Regions from separate parts of the Gossypium hirsutum genome. Here regions 2 and 3 are each linked to region 1. A link is a contact called in public Hi-C data. All regions are on one chromosome and are shown on one strand. The core of a region is the stretch at or near the end of the contact, and the rest is flanking DNA. Distances in the headings are between cores, read along the strand shown.

The links. A called contact is a pair of places that touch in the nucleus more often than the background predicts.
Region 2: a contact with region 1 is called in a Hi-C map of leaf, with 1.7 times the contacts expected there. The contact joins the promoter of LOC107887294 here to the promoter of LOC107887281 in region 1. A contact is called at or near these places in 2 of 34 Hi-C or Micro-C datasets (both in leaf).
Region 3: a contact with region 1 is called in a Hi-C map of leaf, with 2.0 times the contacts expected there. The contact joins the promoter of LOC107887293 here to the promoter of LOC107887281 in region 1. A contact is called at or near these places in 3 of 34 Hi-C or Micro-C datasets (all in leaf).

The regions. Positions count from the first base shown.
Region 1 is chrA03:24,040,695-24,043,394 of Gossypium_hirsutum_v2.1, forward strand. It overlaps LOC107887281 (HIPL1 protein), which reads right to left and starts at 1,279. Exons shown (of 7, transcript XM_016811472.2): 1 at 759-1,279; 2 at 524-681; 3 at 1-445. The coding sequence starts at 846.
Region 2 is chrA03:24,384,742-24,387,441 of Gossypium_hirsutum_v2.1, forward strand. LOC107887294 reads left to right here and starts at 1,415. Exons shown (of 4, transcript XM_016811484.2): 1 at 1,415-1,660; 2 at 1,844-2,020. The coding sequence starts at 1,646.
Region 3 is chrA03:24,418,525-24,421,224 of Gossypium_hirsutum_v2.1, forward strand. It overlaps LOC107887293 (TORTIFOLIA1-like protein 3), which reads right to left and starts at 1,442. Exons shown (of 5, transcript XM_016811483.2): 1 at 555-1,442; 2 at 332-440; 3 at 1-54. The coding sequence starts at 1,337.

The DNA of each region.
Region 1 (2,700 bases), core at 29-2,528:
TGGAGAAGAATGCACGGTTCGATCCATCGGGGTGAGCAGCCATATCCAAGTAACTTCCATTACCAATTTTCTCAAGGCACAAACCATTTGGAGCACTAGGAGTTCGCGTCTCATTTAATCTAACAGGTTCACCATCATAGCAAACTGATTCATCAGTAGATGCTCCACCAAAGGCATTACAGAAATCAGTTTTGGACTGCCAAAGATCAATCAATTTGGTGAAATTCGAATTGGCAGGTGCTCCGGCTTGCCCTTGCAAGGAAGGTGCAAACGGGGAATTCAACATAGATACATTTTGACATGTATCCCATACATTAGAGCAGAAATCATTTGTTGCTTGGTTAGACTGAGATGAATTTGTTGAAACAGTAGAGTTGCAAAGGAGAGGCACCGTACGAGTCTCGGTATCAATTGCGAACAACTGCGCTGAAAATGGATCGCATCTCTGCAAAATCATAATAATAAAAAAGGATATAAACCAATGAATCAAGCATTTAAACCAGTGAAGAAATGAAAGTCTTACAGCACAGAGGACTGATTGAAGAACTGAAGCACAGCTTGGATCCGAGATATTCATATCTTGAAATTGCTTCTGTAATTGTGAATCAACAGTGGAATTGCAGCAGCTACTTCCATTGTAGGAACAAAATTTCAAAGCAGTCTTCAAGGTGAAAGGTGCCTCTGCAAACAAAACCCAGAAAGAAAAATTAGAAACCTAAAAAAGAAATAAATTCAAACTTTTTAGATTCAGAACTTACCTGAATTTGTACACAAAGGAAAAGAAGTAGAAGGATAAAGAAGCAACAAGAAGCTGAACATAAGATTAAGAACAAAAACACCTTTCATTGCACCAAATTGGTAGAGAAACAAAGGGCTACAAAGTTGACTTCAGCTACAAAACATGTTCTTAAACTTCATATACAATAAAGGGTTTTCTTCCTTTCCAGCTTCTCAACATTCTTCCCACTACCCATCAATGAAAATCCATTTCTAATTAATTATAAAACTACCCTTTTCGAGAAGGAAGCTGGATTCGACTTTACTGTACTTGTGAAGGCAAAACTAGCTTTTGACATTTTTGTGATTCAAACATAAAAAGAGTTGAATATCATGAATTGATTATGGGGTAGCTTTCAATCGGATCATAAAGGACATCAATTGGTCGGTATGCATTAGTTGACTTTTCCATAACTTCCTTCTAGCTGCAGACTAAAGACAGTGGGTGAGACTCTAAATGTAAAAATAGTTTGTTTTTTTTTTCCCTTTACCGCATACAAGATGAACAACTTGACTGTTTTTTATTCATTATTATCCACTATTGGGAAAAGGATCTAAACACTTAAAAAATGACAAAATACACGGAAGGAATGACATCAAAACTATAAGAAACGGACAAAGATATGACGACAACCATTTCACTTTCGCATTTAACTATTAAAATACGCATAATGATTTATATTTTTTTAATTAAATTTTACTTCAACTTTTCAAAAAAATAGTCAGAATTTAACTAATATCTTTTAAAAATATCGAAATACAGATGAAAATGTTATAATTTTAAACATAACAATCAAGGTAGATTTTTTATTTACTTTTTATAATTTTTTTGAATTTTAAATTTTTATTAATTTTAAATTATTTGTTAGCACGATTAATCGACATTTCTATTAAAAATTATTTTAATTTTTTTTAAAAATTTAATAATTAAATTTAATTTAAAAATTGACTAAATTAATAAAAATATATAAATATTAAAGAGTAAATTTATCATTATGCCTATAAAAAAAAGGGAGACGTTGGGTTTCATCCTTTGAATATCCAAATTATAGCTAAATTTGAATTTTTCGAATATCCATCACAGTCCGATTTGATTTTCGATTTTTAATTTTTTATTATTGGATTTTTTTTTGACAGAATGTTTTTTTAACCTTTGGTATTATTCAGTGATGTTTCAAAGATTTTTTTTTATTATTAGAATTTTTTTGACAGAATGAATTTTATTTTTTTTAACTTTGGAGATTATTTAGTAATGTTTCAAAGTTTTTTATTATTGGATTTTTGTTGACAGAATGATTTTCTTGTTTGAATTTTTTTAATAAATATTTCTAAAAAATAATTTTTAAGTAAATAAAAATTAATCAATAATTGTTTAGAAAATATTTTTATATTAATATTTTAAGTTATATTTATTATTTTAAATATAAAATAATTTCGTTAGCAATTCAATTTTTTTTTCATTTATAGCTTGTAGTTGTTTTACTTTTACGAATAAACACTTCGGATATGAAGGGACATTCATTTATTTGCAAAATGCAAAAAAATATAAATAAACTGTATTTACTAAATGTAAAATGTCTGAATTTAGATATTTGAAAAATATATTTAATTCAAATTTATTGCATATAATAAATTAATTCAAAATTTTATGTCAATAGAATAATTTTTTTTAGGTTTAATCTATAAATTGATATATATATTTTTTGATTTTGGTACTTAACCTACAGCTATATCGTTTTCTCCAAGTTGGTAATTGAATTTTCTTTGGATCAAACGTTGTACTTAAACTATTCTTTCATTGCTCATTTTACACCTAAATATTATATCTATTAAAAAATCTAGCCAATAATAGATTGCTACGTGATATAATTATATAAATATTAACATTTTTTTAATCTTTTTATTTCCTTTCTTCTTTTACAT
Region 2 (2,700 bases), core at 165-2,664, 340 kb after region 1:
ATATCGGTATAAATGGATACAACAAATAAATAAATGTACACTACACAAATTAGTCACCCAAATATTAGTGTGTTTCAGTTTCAGTCACTAAATTATACAACTTCTTCTCAATTTCGTCACTAATATTTTAGATTGTTTTTGTTTTGGTCACTCTTCATTAAATAGTGAATGGAGTTGATGATATGACATTTTTTAACTAATATAATAACATATTTAGTCCTCATTACTTATACATAGTATCAATTTAATCTTAATTCTAAATAATTTAATAAAGTTAACTCTCTATATTTACAAATTCTATTAATTTGTTCATTAAACACATATAATTAAATATAATTATAATTAAATGATTATTTTATGTTATGAAAAGTACAAAATATAATATTATTTAAGGAAACATATACTATTATTTTTATATATATTATGAATTCAAATTTTTTTAAGCTATGTTAGTGAATATGAAATTTATGGGCACGAGACTGAGAATGATGAAAGCTTCTGCAAACTTCTTTGCTACCAATACGGGAATTTAACTTTCTAGACATCAAGAATTACCGAACCATTAACCTTAATCTCCTCAAAATCACGTGCCTTAGCAAGCTTCATTACCAGCTTAACAACATTAATCTCTTAAAAGCAAATGATTTAATTGAAGTCCAAATTTTTGTAGGTTAAATTTTAAAACAATTGCAGTCTAGTTTTTAGTAGAATCTGTTGTCAGTCATTGCGTGATTATTTGTGTTTTTTATCACTAAATGTTGTTTTTGTTTCTTCATCTCTCGTTTTTTTATTACTGAAGGCACAAGTTATTAATCTAATAATATTGTTTAGTATCATGTTATTTAGATTCGGGTGTAAATATAATATACAAGTACATGCTGATACGAAATAATATAAATAATATTATATTTTTTTACTATTTTATAATAAACAATAATTTAATTATATATGTTTAAGGATTAAATTAATAGAACATATAAGTATTGAAGACTTATTATACCAGTTAAAAAAGTCACATTATCACTCTCGTTAATCATTTAGAGTGACTAAAATATAAACAATTTAAAACAAGAATAATAAAATTGAAATTTTTATAATTTTATAGGTTACCCAACAAATAAAAAGATTATGCGGAGGTTGACAAGCTTAAGCTTAAATTAACCGCTCTCAAGTCCCAAGTCTCAACTCAAAACTCCAATGTGGCCTTTGCCGTTGCCAACTGCTTTTACTTTCACCCAACTTCCAGAGCCTCACTTATCTACCCATTACCTCACGCTAGGCCCTCCATCAAGCTACCGCCCAAACGTAAAACCACTTCACGCATCGAAAGCCACGTGTCCATCAAGTTCCTTAGTGGACCCCACTTCGCTGGCGCGGAAGGAAGAAATAGAATAGAACCGGAAACATGTTATAACTTAAAAAAGAATAAGAAAAAACCGCCGCTTAAGTCAGCTGAAGTCGCTTCGTTGGTAAATAAAAGGGAGAGTGGAGGGTAAGCTTGGTATTTGGAAATAAGGGGTCTTTCAGTTCGTAACAGACAGCTGCTGCTAGGGAAGGAAAACAAAACCTCCGTTTGCATACTGTTGTTGTTGTTCGCAACTTGGTCTGAAAGGAACTTAATCAATTCGATGCATTAGTGGCTACAATGGCGGATTCTCAAGTAAAGTTTCTCTATTCTTTTACACTTAATCTAATCTACTTTTTGTTCTTTGGGTATGAATTTTGAAGCTGCTTCTTCTTCTTTTTTGTTAGAAGGACTTGGGTTTTGATTTTTAATTGGTTCAACAGGAGTATTTTCGATGTGGGTTTTCTTTGATGTTTTCTTTTTTTTTTCTTTTAACAGAAATTGACGGCTTTGAAAAAGGCGTATGCCGAAATCATTCTGAACACGGCTAAAGAGGCGGCGGTGAGGATAATGGTGTCGGAGAGAAAGGCTCTAAGATATCAGCAAGAGCTGTTCGCTGCTAAAGATGAGGCGTTGCGTATGTTGCTTAGGTTGAAACAAATGTTGGATGCTAAGGTAACTATTGGTTTTTTAAGATTGTTTTTGTTTTTGTTGTTTGACGATGTTTCAGCTTGGGTGTTATAATTTCTTTGCTCACTGCCTTTTGCATCGTAATGTGGGTTTCGTCTCATTGTGTGTTTTGTTTGGTGATAAATGTTTTTGATGTTTGATCTCATTTTTCTGATATAGTTTTATTGAACTCTAATAAGCCTTTTTTTGAAATAAAAGCTGTCTACTAAGGTTTCATTCTTGGTCACTAGAACTAAGATTCCAACATTCCCTCAACAGATTGCTTTCAATAATATAGACATTTCAAACATTTATCACAGGTGTAGCGTGCTTGAAGGAATGCAAGTTTGTCAATTGGAATTACAATTTTTGGTATGCGTTTGTATTTTGTTTATAGTTGTATTTGCTTTGCCTGCATTGGGTTAGTTTTCTCTTAAACCCATTTAGTTTTCTCTTAAACCCCAGAGGCTTTTATGAATTGTGGTGAGAGAAAATGTATTCGATCATGCAAATTCATTGGTTTATGTGTATAAGAATTGTCCAACAACTTGTAATGGTGAACTTGCTAAAGTTGAATGTATATGGCCTAATTGATCGAGTAGGTTCAAGCAGCAAATCATGATTTTGTGTTTCTTATCTTGGATTAGAAATTGTTTTGTATCATATGTTGTGCTCCATCACTCCAA
Region 3 (2,700 bases), core at 192-2,691, 380 kb after region 1:
CCGAATTAGATGAAATTTTGGCACCAGGCGGACGGCATCCATCACTTGCATTCTCTGTTATTAAAACAGAACCAAATCCAGTAAGTAAAAATAAGTGTGTACATATCAGATTCATGCCGCCACAAGTGTTAAAAGTATTACACAATACGGATCATATCAATCTCGGCAAAGACTTAAAAAATAAGCAATGACCAAATAACCAGCTCACAACAAAGATGCATTGATCCTATGCGACATTTCTAATTCGGATAAAAGAAAATCTACCGGATAAACTAGTACAGATTAGCCAAGAAATCCAACTTCCATCAAGCAGAAGCAGATCACCATATACCTCTCGAAGAAGCCTGTGATCGAGGCGGTGGAGACGCCTCTTCTGAAACATCCGGAACCTGCTTCCACGCCTCCAACATCTGACTCATAACCTCCCTGGCGGCCTTTACCTATAAGATCCACATCCAAATATGGCAAAAAAGAAAAGAAGCAATTAAAAATAATAATATAAACCAAAATACAAATGATCTCACCAGAATTTGAATAAAAATTAAGTTAAAAACCTTATCAAATCTTCTAGCCTCGAAGACTTTCATGCAACCAGCTTTGAGCTCAGCCAATGAATCTCTCTCAACCACCGCTAACCTCCCAAGCGCCTCTGCCGCTCCCTTTCTCGCTGCCCAATCATGACTACTCAAGACCCCAATCAAGCACCCCACCAATGCTTTCATCATCTCATCACCCAAATTTGACGCCCCACCCGATCCGATCACACTCCCGATAACCACCAAAACTGCCGCCTTAGCCTTATAACCTTCAACTTTCACGAGTTTCTCCAGCTTCGTTAACATCTTCCCCAGCCTAACTGGATCTGGATCCGGTGATCCATCGATCGCCGCCGCCAAACACAATGCCGCCCCGATCTGCGCGTTCGGTTCTTGCTCTGTGAAAAGCGCATCGCTCAAAGGCTTCAAAAACGAAGATGAGAAGTTGCACTTGGTGAGGTTAACGGAGAGAGCTGAGACGGCGTCGACGCAGGCGGAACGGACAACGGAATTGGGGTCCCGCAGGCGACGGAGGAGGCTAGAGAGGATTTTAGGGAGGAAATGAGGGAAAGAATTCGGATAACTAACAGCCAAAACAGAAATGAGCTTCACGCATTGCTTTCGCACTCCGCTTTTATCGGAGGAATCGACCGCAAGAATACAGGAAATGAAAGTCGGAAGTGATGTGGCATCAAGGTTTCTAGCAATGGAGTCGAGCTCAGCAGCTGCGAGAGAGAAGGTGTCTCGATCGCCGAGCTTGTTTAGGAGGGTGTTAACTTTTAGTTTAAAAGGTTGCGCCATTACTCTTTTACTAATTTTATGGCAACGGCGGAGCAGCCGACGGTATCATTGGGCGGCTCCCCAGTGGTGGGAAATCTCCAAGATCCATTCAGGCCTTTATAATTTAAGGTGAAGAAGGAGAGTCGTTAAAAGAAAGTAAGAAAAGGGTCAAATTCTGACAAAAAGTCCTTGTACTATGTATTTTTGGTATATTTAGTCCTATACTATAATTTGTTCGAAATGTTATTTTAAATCCTATGACCAAAATTTTCCATTAATTGTATCAAATAATTTCACATGATCATTTATATACATTGACATTTCTTAATATAACTGGACCAACTTTTTGCACTTTATGAAAAAGAGATTATTTAACTATAAAATAAAATCAAAGTGTGTATGCCATACGTTAAAAAATAAATAAAGACACAAAAACATTTGATTTTATAATTGAGATTAGAAATAAGAGGAACTGAATCTTCTAGAAATACATAGTAGAGGGACCGTTGACAAAAATTTACCTAATAAAAGAAGCAGGTGAAACGGTGGCGTTTTAAGCAGGTCATGGCAGCTGTCTGGTAGCTTTTATTATTATTATAATTATTATTTTTATATGAGTTAATTTCACCAGACATCCCCAAATGACTGTCCTCATTTTAAATTGGTCCCAAAACTTCAAAACATTCTAATTATAGCTCAAGTTATCAATGTTGTGTCAATCAAGTCCTTTTATTAAATTTATTAATTTAAAAGTTAAATGATACGTCAAATATTACGTAACTAAATTTAAAATGAAAACTTTTAAAAAGAAAAACAGCTAAAAATAAAGTAAAATTGAACAAAAAAGTTAATGATAAAACTTCTTTAAAAGCTTTGAAAACCTCAAAACTATACATTTTTTTTAAAACATCTATTTTTATAATATTAGTTTTTTTCCTAAAATTTTCATTTTAAATTATGCCATTTAAAATTTAATGTGTCATTTAACAGTTAAATTAACAATTTTAATAATATAAGGATCAAATTACTATACCCTCAATAGTTTGGGAATATAATTAAAATAACTTAGAGTTTAGGGACTAATTTAGAATGAGGGTCATAGTTTAGGGATGTTTGTGTAATTAACTCTTATTATGTTTGTACTCTACTCAAGGTGGGAATAGGGTTGTCAACAATGATAAGGGAATAAGCAGATCTGGCAAATGGCAATTCTTGCTTAGGATTTAATTTATTTTTTCAAACAGAGTACTGTCGCTATTAATTAATTAATTAATTATTTTAACTTATTGTCATTTAAGGCTTGCAGTTGGAATCAGCATGAGGAGATAACTTTATAAATCTGCAAATATCCAATAATATTTCATTAAAATATCACATACTTAGG